3 separate regions of the Mus musculus genome follow, and regions 1 and 2 are each linked to region 3. Evidence: chromatin contacts called from public promoter capture Hi-C data. All regions are on one chromosome and are shown on one strand. Each heading gives the region's core, a stretch centred on a gene start, on an enhancer-like site or on the middle of the called end of the contact. The rest is flanking DNA. Distances are from core to core; before and after follow the strand shown. Region 1 has its middle 16 kb from the start of 1700066B17Rik. Region 2 has its middle 15 kb from the start of Rfx8. Region 3 overlaps Map4k4 (mitogen-activated protein kinase kinase kinase kinase 4).

Region 1 (3,268 bases), core at 227-2,726, 130 kb after region 3:
AGGGCTCCTCTCTTACCTGTGTTCCTCTTCCCTCTGGGGGTGGAGTCAACCAGGAGTAGCTGGGAACTAAACTCAAGGTCCTCTACAAGAGCAGTCTGTACTCTGGCAAAGGAAACTCTATGGTCATCTTTGACGTTTCGCTGGAAGCTGAGCTGGCTACGTAGACTAACAGTGTAATAGCATGCCTGTCTTGCCTGCTCTCAGAGGAACTACCAAGCTATTCAAAGAAAATCTGTAGAGATGAACCTTGGGCTTAGAAGGCCAGAGATCAACCAGACCCTGCACTTCAGCTCCAGCCCAGCTAGGTCAGTGACAGCCACCTCCACCTGCCTCTGCGATTTCAGTCTCAGCCCTCAGTCACAGCCCGGTGCTCCAGGCTCTTTCCTGCTGTAAGGCATTCTGGTCTGGGTGCTTGGGCTCATGACCTTTGAAAGATCCACAGCCGTATCTTAGATCAGGAAGAACATGTGTCAGCCCCTAAACATGAACATAAAACATTGAAATGGGAATAAATATTTGATTAGAGTCTATGTGAAATGCAGCATGCTATTAATGAATCAGAGGCCAGTCTACTGAAACTGTATATGGCTACATCAAAACAGAACACCATCAGACATAGCAATAGATTGGCTGCAAGTGGGTCCGGGGTCTCTGACAGTCTTAAAAGGAATAGAACACACTGGACACCTCCATTCTAGATTTGGGCCTGATGTCATTGCTTAGGAATTTTTGCCACCTTAGGCAAATCAATAAAACTCACGAAGTGATGTTTTCTCATTTACAGAATGAGCTTAAATGAGGCAGAGGTCACGGATGGCCACTTGTAGATGAAAGGGCGGCAGCCTAAGTGTTGGCTGATTTTTATCTGGGAAGAATCCAAGGCAAACACAAGAAACAACCAGAAGGATTTACTGCTCATTTTATGACAATCTTTACAGCTGTAATCAGATCTCTGTCGGTGAGGGCTGTCGAGAGAGTGAGGGCGGGGTTCGGGGGTTCTCCCACATGCTCCAAGATGCTATGGTGAGTCTGGGGTCTTCTTGGGGAAAAGTGGAAATTTAATACAGCAGCTAGAATTATATTTATGCATTCCTTATGTTTCTAAAATTCATGCAGAAGAATGGTACATTATGAGTAAACTAGATTACTGGAGACCGTGTAATCTAGTTAATGTGCGTTCACGATCCCTAATCCATTGCTCTGTTTTACAGAGACATCCATGGCCACTGGCATCTATCTTCTTGCAATTCTCCACCAACCTCATGCAAGTTCATCCCAGACCATCTCAGGACAGCCTCACTGTGTACAGCTGGTGCCCTCTTCCTTGGCTGGATCCTGGACTCAGCAGGACTGTTTGTATCTGGACAAGGAGGACCAGGAGGCGCTTACTGTTGACTGGTGGGCCCAGAATGGCCCTGGCTGGGATCTCTGGCTGGGGATGGGATCCATGGCAATGACTCAGATGGCCTGGTTGCAAGGAGAAAGCAGTAACATATTCCCATGCTCACATCGATGTATTTGAAACAGGACCTAATTCAGAGCAGGTCTAACTCTGTGGTTAATTATGTACCATATTATCCAATAAAAGGTATTTTAAAATTCCAAACCTGGCTAAATTGGAATCTTTTCCCTCCATCCCTGAGGTACTTGGGTTTTCTGGATTTACTTAAGAAGCAAAGCTTTCGTGGCCTCCTGGGGGAGGGGTCTTTTTGGGGGACGAGTTTGATTTTCTGGCATACAGATTATTGATTGTCTTTCTTGAGGTCCAGCTTTGTTCATTGGATTAATGTCCAGCTCCGGAGACACCCTGCACCCTGGAGTCTCAGGCTTGTGCATACCATTTGCCCAGTCTTAGCTACCCTCCTGGTCATCTTTAGCTATACATGTCTTGCTCAGCCCCTAAGGTCTACCCAAGAACCAACCCTTCTAGAAACTTCTGCTAGGCTACCACAGGGCACAGAGACCTCTCATTGTAATTTTATAGACTTTTACTATCGTGCCTTAGCCTGTATTCTGTTACTATAACAGAATACCTGAGACTGGTTCATTTATAAAAGAAAGACATTTATTGTGGCTCATAGTTCTGTCAGTCTGAGTGTATGGTGCCAGTACCTGCTCAGCTTCTGAAGGCGGGGGCACATGACACTTCATGCAGTTACAAAAGTGAATAATTACAAAGAGAATATGGGACACACTGGACCAGGAACTTCCCAGTAATTCCTTTATGAGGTTGGAGCCCCCAAGAAGCAAGCTGCCCTTGAACAATCCCATCTTTCAATAATATTACAATGGTTTTTGCACAAGTTTGGAGGGGCCAGGCCATAGCTAACCCAGAGCACAGGGATGGCCCTTGTTGGGATTTAAAGTCTTTCTTGGTGCTGATTCAACACTGTCTGGGATGACAAATGTCACAGATTCTGGAGGAGATGAACAAAGATGTGAAAGATGAGGTTGTTAGGAGCAGTCCCAAGGGTCCAGCTGGCGGTGGCTGCTGGAGGGCGGGGGGTTAGAGGGAGGGGTGCTGGAGGTCAAAGGTCAATGCTGGGGAGCAGGGCACAGAACTCTGCACAGAGAAGGCAGCCTTGTGAGTTTGCTTCAGAGACAGGTCAACAGGGAAAAGATGTGAGAGCGCAGAAGACTGATCAGGGAACAGGGCGAAAAGACTTAAAGATCAATAGGATTTCTTAAAGACCATGTGATGAGGCCAGAGCACCCAGCCTCACATGTAGGCATCAGGAATTATAAGCTGTGGAATCATGAACAAGTTATTTAGTTCCTCTGGGCCTCTCTTGCCTGTCCTCTGACCAGGCCAGACCTGTCTGCTCTTAGACAAGGGCAGAGACTCGTGCCATGTCATCAAGACCATGGGTGGGTGGAGCTTGTGCACTGTTGGAGGACATCTGGGTCCTATTCTTTGGGCAGTAGGAATCTTGAATTGTTACTTAAGAGATTCAGTTACAGCTAACAAGAAGAGCCTGGACAGTTGTAGCTCAGGAGCACTGGGGAAGGGACCCAAGCTTCCCCTGTGCGGGATGAGTGCTCTACCATGGAGCCATATACCAAATCCAAGAGCGATGGCATATCCATGCTGGCATCTCTACCTTGAATAGTTAGATGCCTGTAAGCCTTTGAAGGAATGAGCAAGGAAATGAAGGGAGGAAGCCAGGCTCGAAGGCTCTGGTTTCTGAGTGCCTGGTGTCGCTGCACCCTACCAGGCTGCAGCGTTTGTTCATGCTGTCCAGTCTGCTTGCTTTCACCCCTTCCAGAC
Region 2 (3,389 bases), core at 673-3,172, 230 kb after region 3:
TGTGATTCTCTCAATAAATGCAGAGAAATAGTATTCTTACTCAAAGTCAGTGAAGGCTAACATATGGGATGTTTTTTAAATATATATTAAAGCAGCACAGAACTGACAAGATTCTAAGTGGGCAAGAGGAATTCTAACACCTGCGTTTTGAAGGCATCGACCATGGGCCTCACAGGACGGTGGATAAAAATCAACACTGGACATCATCAGAGTGGCCTGGTCTCAGGGGACCCTCCCTTCATAAAGCTAAAATCAACAAATTTTAAGTTGATCCTTAAGTAAACTTCCAGCAAAAAAAGACTTTAAGGAATATTCAATCAATACCAAGCAAGGCAAAGACAATCGCGCTTTCCCTACAGAATCATGACCACAAGCAGATTTTCTGTGTGGTCCAAAAAGTTCGTGTTCTGAATTTATACTTCTGTACTCATAAGGTCCTGCCACACCTAAGGACTCTCTCCAGAAGAGACGTGCCTTCCTCTGTCTAAGACAGGTAAGTCCCCAAAGATAAATTGTCAAGTGACCAAAACACAGCCGGTAATTAGAGGCACCCAGCTGCCAACGCCTCTATGTTCAGCTCTCTGGTGGATTCTAAAACAGTATGTGCTGCAATTCAAAAACAAAACAAAACAACAAAGTTAAAATCCACATGTTAACCAAAATAAAAGAAAATATATAAAAGCAGATTTAAAAAGTGACAATCTATTGTCACGTGGTAACATCCCCAAAAGGACAGGAGAGACATTTGGAGACAGTGGCTGAGTTTCTCACAACCAAAGGGAGACTCTAAGCTGTAAGATTGAAGAGACCTAACCATTCCCAAACTAAACCAAGTTTAAGAAATGTGCCCCGAATTCCATTATTGTGAAACTGGAGGGCAATGCACACAGACCACACTATTAGAGGAGCAAAAGGGTTAAAAACAACAAGGCACATCACTTGTAAACAGATGCCAAACTTCCCAGTGGCTCATGGGAGAGAGAAGATGGTGGAGCCCACCGTCTATGTGCCAAAGGCAGTAAGCGCCATCAAGGACTTTTAGACCAGTGTAAACACAGTTCAAGAAAGTGGGAAGATAAGACATATTTAGAAACAAAAACTAGGCTTTCCAAGAATGGATTATCAACTAGGCTAATCCTAAAGGATGGATTTTAGGTAGGAGAGCGATGGTAGATCGAGCCGCCATAAAGGAAACAACAGAATAGACTAGGTAGGTAGGTAACTGGGCCACAGCTTTATGGTTGACAGTGGGGCTGGAGAAATGTGGAAATTGATGGCGTCTCAGGCTAGGCGGGTGTGGAAAGGCAAACGAGCAAAAGGGAGCGTTTATGCGCTTCCATCGTCAGTGCGAGGCTGCTGGACCGATTTAGACTCCAAGAGGATAACTGTTTGTGCCATACTTTCTGTAGTTATTATTAACAGCAGAAGAACAGTTACTGCTGCCATTTTTTCAAGGATTTTTTCGAAATGAAGTGATGAAAATATTAAGTTAATCCAAAAAGAGGTAAGAAAGGGGAGGAAGGTTCTTAAGGCTTTGTAATGAGATCCGGATGGTTAACCAACTGCACTAGACAGCCTTGAGAAGGGCCAATGGGTGGGATTGTGGGTGGAGCCACAAAGCGCACTCTTTACTGACTATAAGAGAGGGAGGGGCAAACAAGATAGGGCAGATGTTAATCTGCTGACTCAGGTCTGGGGCTTCTGGCTTCCTCCTAAACACTTGATGGCCTCACTATGTTTTCAAACACTCGGATTAGCCAGAGAAGTCGTAATTCATTGCTGCTGTCCTCCAGTGGCCCCAGTAAAATGGCTCTGTTCCCCAGGGGACCCTAACTGCCTTCCTTCCTTCCTTGACTGGCCTGTGGGTTCACAGAGCCACTGAACCATCAGCCGCCTCCGCGTGAATGTCTCCCAGCTACAGGCAGAGCTGCTTTCTCCAGGAAGAAAAGTGGCCTTTGTTGGATTTGAGGAGCTCTCTTCCCCGGGCTGAGACAGCTTTCCCAAGTGAGGGAGCTTGGGGTCTATTGTGCAAGCTTTCCTGTGCTGGGTCCCATGATAAATTGAGACTTTTTGTTTTGTTTTGTTTTTCTTCCTCACAGAGGAAATCAAACGCAAAGGCCCCTGCATGCCTGGCAGAGCCAACAAAGTCAGGAAGTTCAAGTGACAAGTGTCAGCTCCTGGTGGCTCCAAACAAAAGCACCACCCCCACCCTGAGAAACTGAAGCTTCAATGTTACAGCAAAAGGCACACACACACACACACACACAAACCAACGGTGCCTTAAAAACACACAGCTTTTGGTTCTACCACCTCTGGGTAGAAGACTTTTTTCCTCAGCCATGCTATGGAACCTTACTTGGCCCACACGGACACATGCTGGATATCAGTATATATCTGGATGACCACCAGACTAGTCCTTGTCACTCTGGCAAAGAGTGAAGCACAGGGTGTGTGTTAGAGTCTTATCTGTGCAATGCTGACACACATGAGCCACAGGCAGGGCAAGGCTGAAACTGGGAGCCCCTTGGGAGGGCTTTCAGCACAAAGGCAGATTAGCTGAAGCAGTGTGGACACCAGTAAACCAGGAGAAAGAGAAGTGGACTGGGCGCAAAGGGAAGTTTATGTAAAGGACAGAACCTGTGTATGTGATCCCAGACTTAGTTACCATTGAAATGATGACAATGATACATTGTGAGCAAACTGCTTACATTCACAGGGATCCCATTTATAAAACAATAGATACATCCAAGCCCAGGGGCATGGGTGTGCATACCTATAATCATGTCACTGAAGGCTGGGGCAGAGGACTTTGAGTTTGAGGTCAGCCTGGGCTACAAAGTTAGAACCTGTCCAACAATAAATAAATAAATAGATAGATAGGTAGATAGATAGATAGATAGACAGACAGATAGATAGATAGATAGATAAAATACTTATTCCATAGACTAGTAGACATGAAAGTTTTTTTTTAACAAGTTTCTGTTTGTCTTGGGGCTAAGGATGGGACCAGGTCTCCACGTGGGTGCTCTGCAGTGGGGGAGGAGGACAGGCATCCCAGCCTTAGTACTAGATGGGTGCTTTGAGCCACCGTGACAGGGTGACATCACGGAGCACTTCAGTCAGGTTTTACGTTAGTTTCACTCTGATCTTCATCACCCCAACCCTAGGAATATGAGAGATGGAAAGTGTGGAATAGAGAAGAATGGAGACGGAAAGAGTGGGCACACAGAACTCCAGCCTCCCGAGCCTCTGAGGGGCCACTGAGGAAAGCCTGCCTGGACAGTGGGAAGAGGTGAGGTCCTTGCCGGGGCTACAAGAGGGTGACAAGGCAGAGAGGTTGGTCCGTTGCGTGCTGAGTGGAGGTGTAAAATGTCTTTAAATGCAGCCTG
Region 3 (3,311 bases), core at 355-2,854:
ACACACCCTTGTGTAAATACAAATGGATCTCTCACATTTATACAGCCCTTCCATAAACACACATGGAAATCTCATATCTATACAGCCCTTATGTAAATACAAATGGATAACTCACATCTATACAGCTCTTATACACACAAATGAATACCTCACATATATACCCTTGCCTGAATACAAATGGGTAACTCGCATCTATATAGCTCTTACATAAATACAAATGGGTACCTCATGTCTATAAGCCCTTGCATATATACAAACGAAACTTAAGAACTTACATTACAAGGCAGGGGATAACAGCCCAATGGCAACAAGCCCTGATTAAATAGCAATACTCTTCTCAACACTACAAGCTCCCAGACAGGATCGTGTACACATCTATGAAGAGATGCCTCCCTCGAACACCCCTTAGTCCCTCCCATAGCGTCATGTCCAGGTTCTTCAAATAACCAAGCTCACTAGTGATGTAGGCCCACATCCTCACTCACTGCAGCTAGTGATGGAGCTAGATTCACTCAGGCTTCCAACAAGATCACCATACCATGGCCTTCCCACCCACACTGTTCCTGCCCGCTGAGCCTGCTAACCAACACCCAGTCCTTGCTAATAAGGCACACGCCTGTCTGTGACTTTCCCAGGAATTAGCTCCTGCACCTGTGTCCCTGAGACGAAAGGGAAAGCAGATAATCTGACTCTCATCAAGACAGCCCTCTCCTTGAGCCCTCCCCTCCCAGAGCTGACATCTGCAGCTCAGCTGCAGACCTCTCCTATCTGCCACCCAGGCCCCAGCATCATAAGCCCAGAAGCCTTGATGTTGGGGCAGGCTGAAGCAGTCCAAGGTCTTTTATTCACAATCAACACTTCCTCTGGATCCTCTCCGAGCCCCAGGCCACAGCAGAGGTCATTCTGAGAGAAGAAAATGTGAGAAACATCACTGAGGAGCTAACAGACTCGATGGTTGATTGTCCGTTGGTCTTTAAGCATCACTTTTGACTTTACTGGAATAAACGAGCTCCCATTAATTGCTTTTAAAGGAGCTCTACAAATAGTCAATCACCTGTCCAATGCTGCCTTCTTTTTCAAGCAAGAAACTATGGTTTGTAGCACAGTAGTACAGCACTACTCTAGCTTGGGTACACAAGGGCCTCATTAATCCCCAGCACAGAGAACAGCAAGAATAACACAGAGCACGTAGCACATGTCCACGTGAGCATGTACTTTATACATGTCTCATAGAGACAGGACTGAAGAGAAATACACTGAAGGGCTCCTGTCAGAAAAGGGAAGGACTTGATTTTTCATTGCACTCTCCTGTATGCTTCACTTTCTGCATATTACACATTTATAACCAGGCTCCGCCTTAGAGAAGGAGGGTCAGACTTGAAATCCATCTGTGGCGTGAAGTAAGGCACCAGGAGGCTACAGCGGCTACTCAGGGAACACAGCCCAGGCTGAAAGCACGAAGCCCAGAAAGGAACTAAACTCTGGATTCATAAATAGCCAAGCTTAAGGCTAACTTACTTTTTAGACACGGTCTTTATATAGCCCTCACTTTCCTCAGTAATCCCTGGGTTTAGGGAAATGATGGTGTGACGTAAAGACCCTGCAAGCTCCTCAGGCTGCTGCTGAGCTCTTTCTACAACTTGGGGCTGGATCTGATTCAACACTGAGTCAAAGGCAGCAAGTGCAAGAGAGGAAACATTAAAATAGCTTAAAATGAGGCAGCTCTAGCTCCTCATACCCGATGAAGGATGCACTCACAGAGGCACGTCCCGAGTGCGCAGTGTGCGTGTGTTCAGGTGTGTGTGTGTGGGTGTGCATGTGTGCATGTGTGTGAGTGTGTGGGTGTGCATGTGTGGGCTCACTTTTTGTTTGACTCGGTTCTCGGTTCCCATCTGAAGCTGCACAGTAAATCCTCATTGACTATTGAAAGAACTATCTTTTGTCATTAAATTATGGCAACAATCTACTCGACATTCTAACAGATGTTGCTGTCTTCCAGCCTCTGGGAACTTGGCTCCATGTTTTCTTTTCTCAATATAAAAAATAAAAGAAATGGCACAGATGTGGTCTAATACCCCAAGGGAGCTTTCCCTTTAATCACTGCGCATGTGACCTCCATGATCCCTCCCCCAACATTTTCCTTTCTATTAGTGAAGATGTTTCCAATTACAGCCCATTTTGTGGCCAAAGATGACATCACTCCGATGGAGGAGGGTTGCTGCGGGTTGGTGGTTTAAATCAAAAATGCATTAAGCAAATGAGATTCTTAGTTACTTAGGACTATCTCAACAACTCAAGTCGCCTGGCCTGCTGCTGGACCTTGAGCCAACACCAGAGCAAAGCCATGTGCTTAGGTGATCACTATCTCTAAATGTGCCAAGGAGGGCAGAAGTACCAGGGCCGGAAGAACTTGAAAGTCACGATGTCTTCATCAACAAGTGTGGTCCAACCTTACCTCGGTGACGTCCATAACCTTGATGGCGGCCAGCTGACCCGTTTTAACATGTCGACCCTGGAGACACAGAAAACAAAGACTGGTCAGTACCGACACTCACGACGGTTCCTCAGAGGAAGTGGCTAAAGTCTCTAACCCAGCCTCCCCCGCGCCTTTTCTGTTACTAATAAAAGGTAACATGCTTTTAAGTGCATGCTCATAATAGAACAACGGAGCTGATAAAAACAAAGACAGAAGATCGAATGAATTCGGATAAAATATCAATTCTTTTTCTGATACGTTTGATGTACTATCAAACTATCTCCAAGTTTCTCAAAAGACTTTTGTTAAACTTATGTGTCCATGTGTGTACGTGTGAGCTTATTTACACTACATGTGTTCAGGAGCCCATGAAAGCCAGGTGAGGACCTCAGATCCCCTTGGATATATGGAGGGGCTGGCAATCAAGCCAGGAAGCCATCTTCCCTGACACCAATCAACTTAAGTAATCTGTTTTTCTATATATCAGCCTCAACCTTTTCTTCAATGGCCAAAAACAAAACAAAACTAGAAAGCCCTCTAGATATTTCCTTTATGCCATAAATGGTAACTGAATCTTCCTAGTGGACCCCAATAGTTACTACTTGATTTCACAAATTATATTGAATGTCCCCAAAAGTCAATGTATGGTGTATGGAGACTGTTATCCTGAGAAGAGGAAGTATTCAAGGTTCAGGGACAAGCAAAATGACATCATAACTGTAATCTTTGATCTAGGACCTAAACTGTGTAGCTTATTCATACCACTCTGTATGTAAAACAAAAACAAAAAACAAAAAAAAAAAATAAAACCCCTGTGTTATCATTCTCCTTTCTC

Evidence for each region. Capture Hi-C pulls out chosen DNA fragments and counts their contacts.
Region 1: a contact with region 3 is called in a promoter capture Hi-C map of adipose tissue, with 2.6 times the contacts expected there. The contact joins two enhancer-like sites. A contact is called at or near these places in 4 of 484 Hi-C or Micro-C datasets (CD4 T cells, double positive thymocytes, embryonic fibroblasts and 1 more), 2 of 115 datasets of contacts at active chromatin or transcription factors (microglia and regulatory T cells) and 3 of 9 other capture datasets (adipose tissue, embryonic stem cells and liver).
Region 2: a contact with region 3 is called in a promoter capture Hi-C map of adipose tissue. The contact joins two enhancer-like sites. A contact is called at or near these places in 1 of 484 Hi-C or Micro-C datasets (bone marrow-derived macrophages), 12 of 115 datasets of contacts at active chromatin or transcription factors (CD4 T cells, DN3 thymocytes, the HPC-7 cell line and 8 more) and 3 of 9 other capture datasets (adipose tissue, liver and pancreatic islet).

The regions. Positions count from the first base shown.
Region 1 is chr1:39,829,244-39,832,511 of GRCm38.p6, reverse strand. No RefSeq gene overlaps it. Among named protein-coding and RNA genes, the nearest start is that of 1700066B17Rik, 16 kb to the left of the region's middle. Within about 2 kb of position 1,476, at least 13 of the 459 cell types and tissues checked have an H3K27ac peak or open chromatin away from gene starts, as enhancers often do. A contact at or near this core is called in adipose tissue, where this site is marked.
Region 2 is chr1:39,734,779-39,738,167 of GRCm38.p6, reverse strand. No RefSeq gene overlaps it. Among named protein-coding and RNA genes, the nearest start is that of Rfx8, 15 kb to the right of the region's middle. Within about 2 kb of position 1,922, at least 135 of the 459 cell types and tissues checked have an H3K27ac peak or open chromatin away from gene starts, as enhancers often do. A contact at or near this core is called in adipose tissue, where this site is marked.
Region 3 is chr1:39,961,379-39,964,689 of GRCm38.p6, reverse strand. It overlaps Map4k4 (mitogen-activated protein kinase kinase kinase kinase 4), which reads right to left. Exons shown (of 32, transcript NM_001252200.1): 3 at 2,456-2,512. Among named protein-coding and RNA genes, the nearest start is that of Map4k4, 62 kb to the right of the region's middle. Within about 2 kb of position 1,604, at least 40 of the 459 cell types and tissues checked have an H3K27ac peak or open chromatin away from gene starts, as enhancers often do. A contact at or near this core is called in adipose tissue, where this site is marked.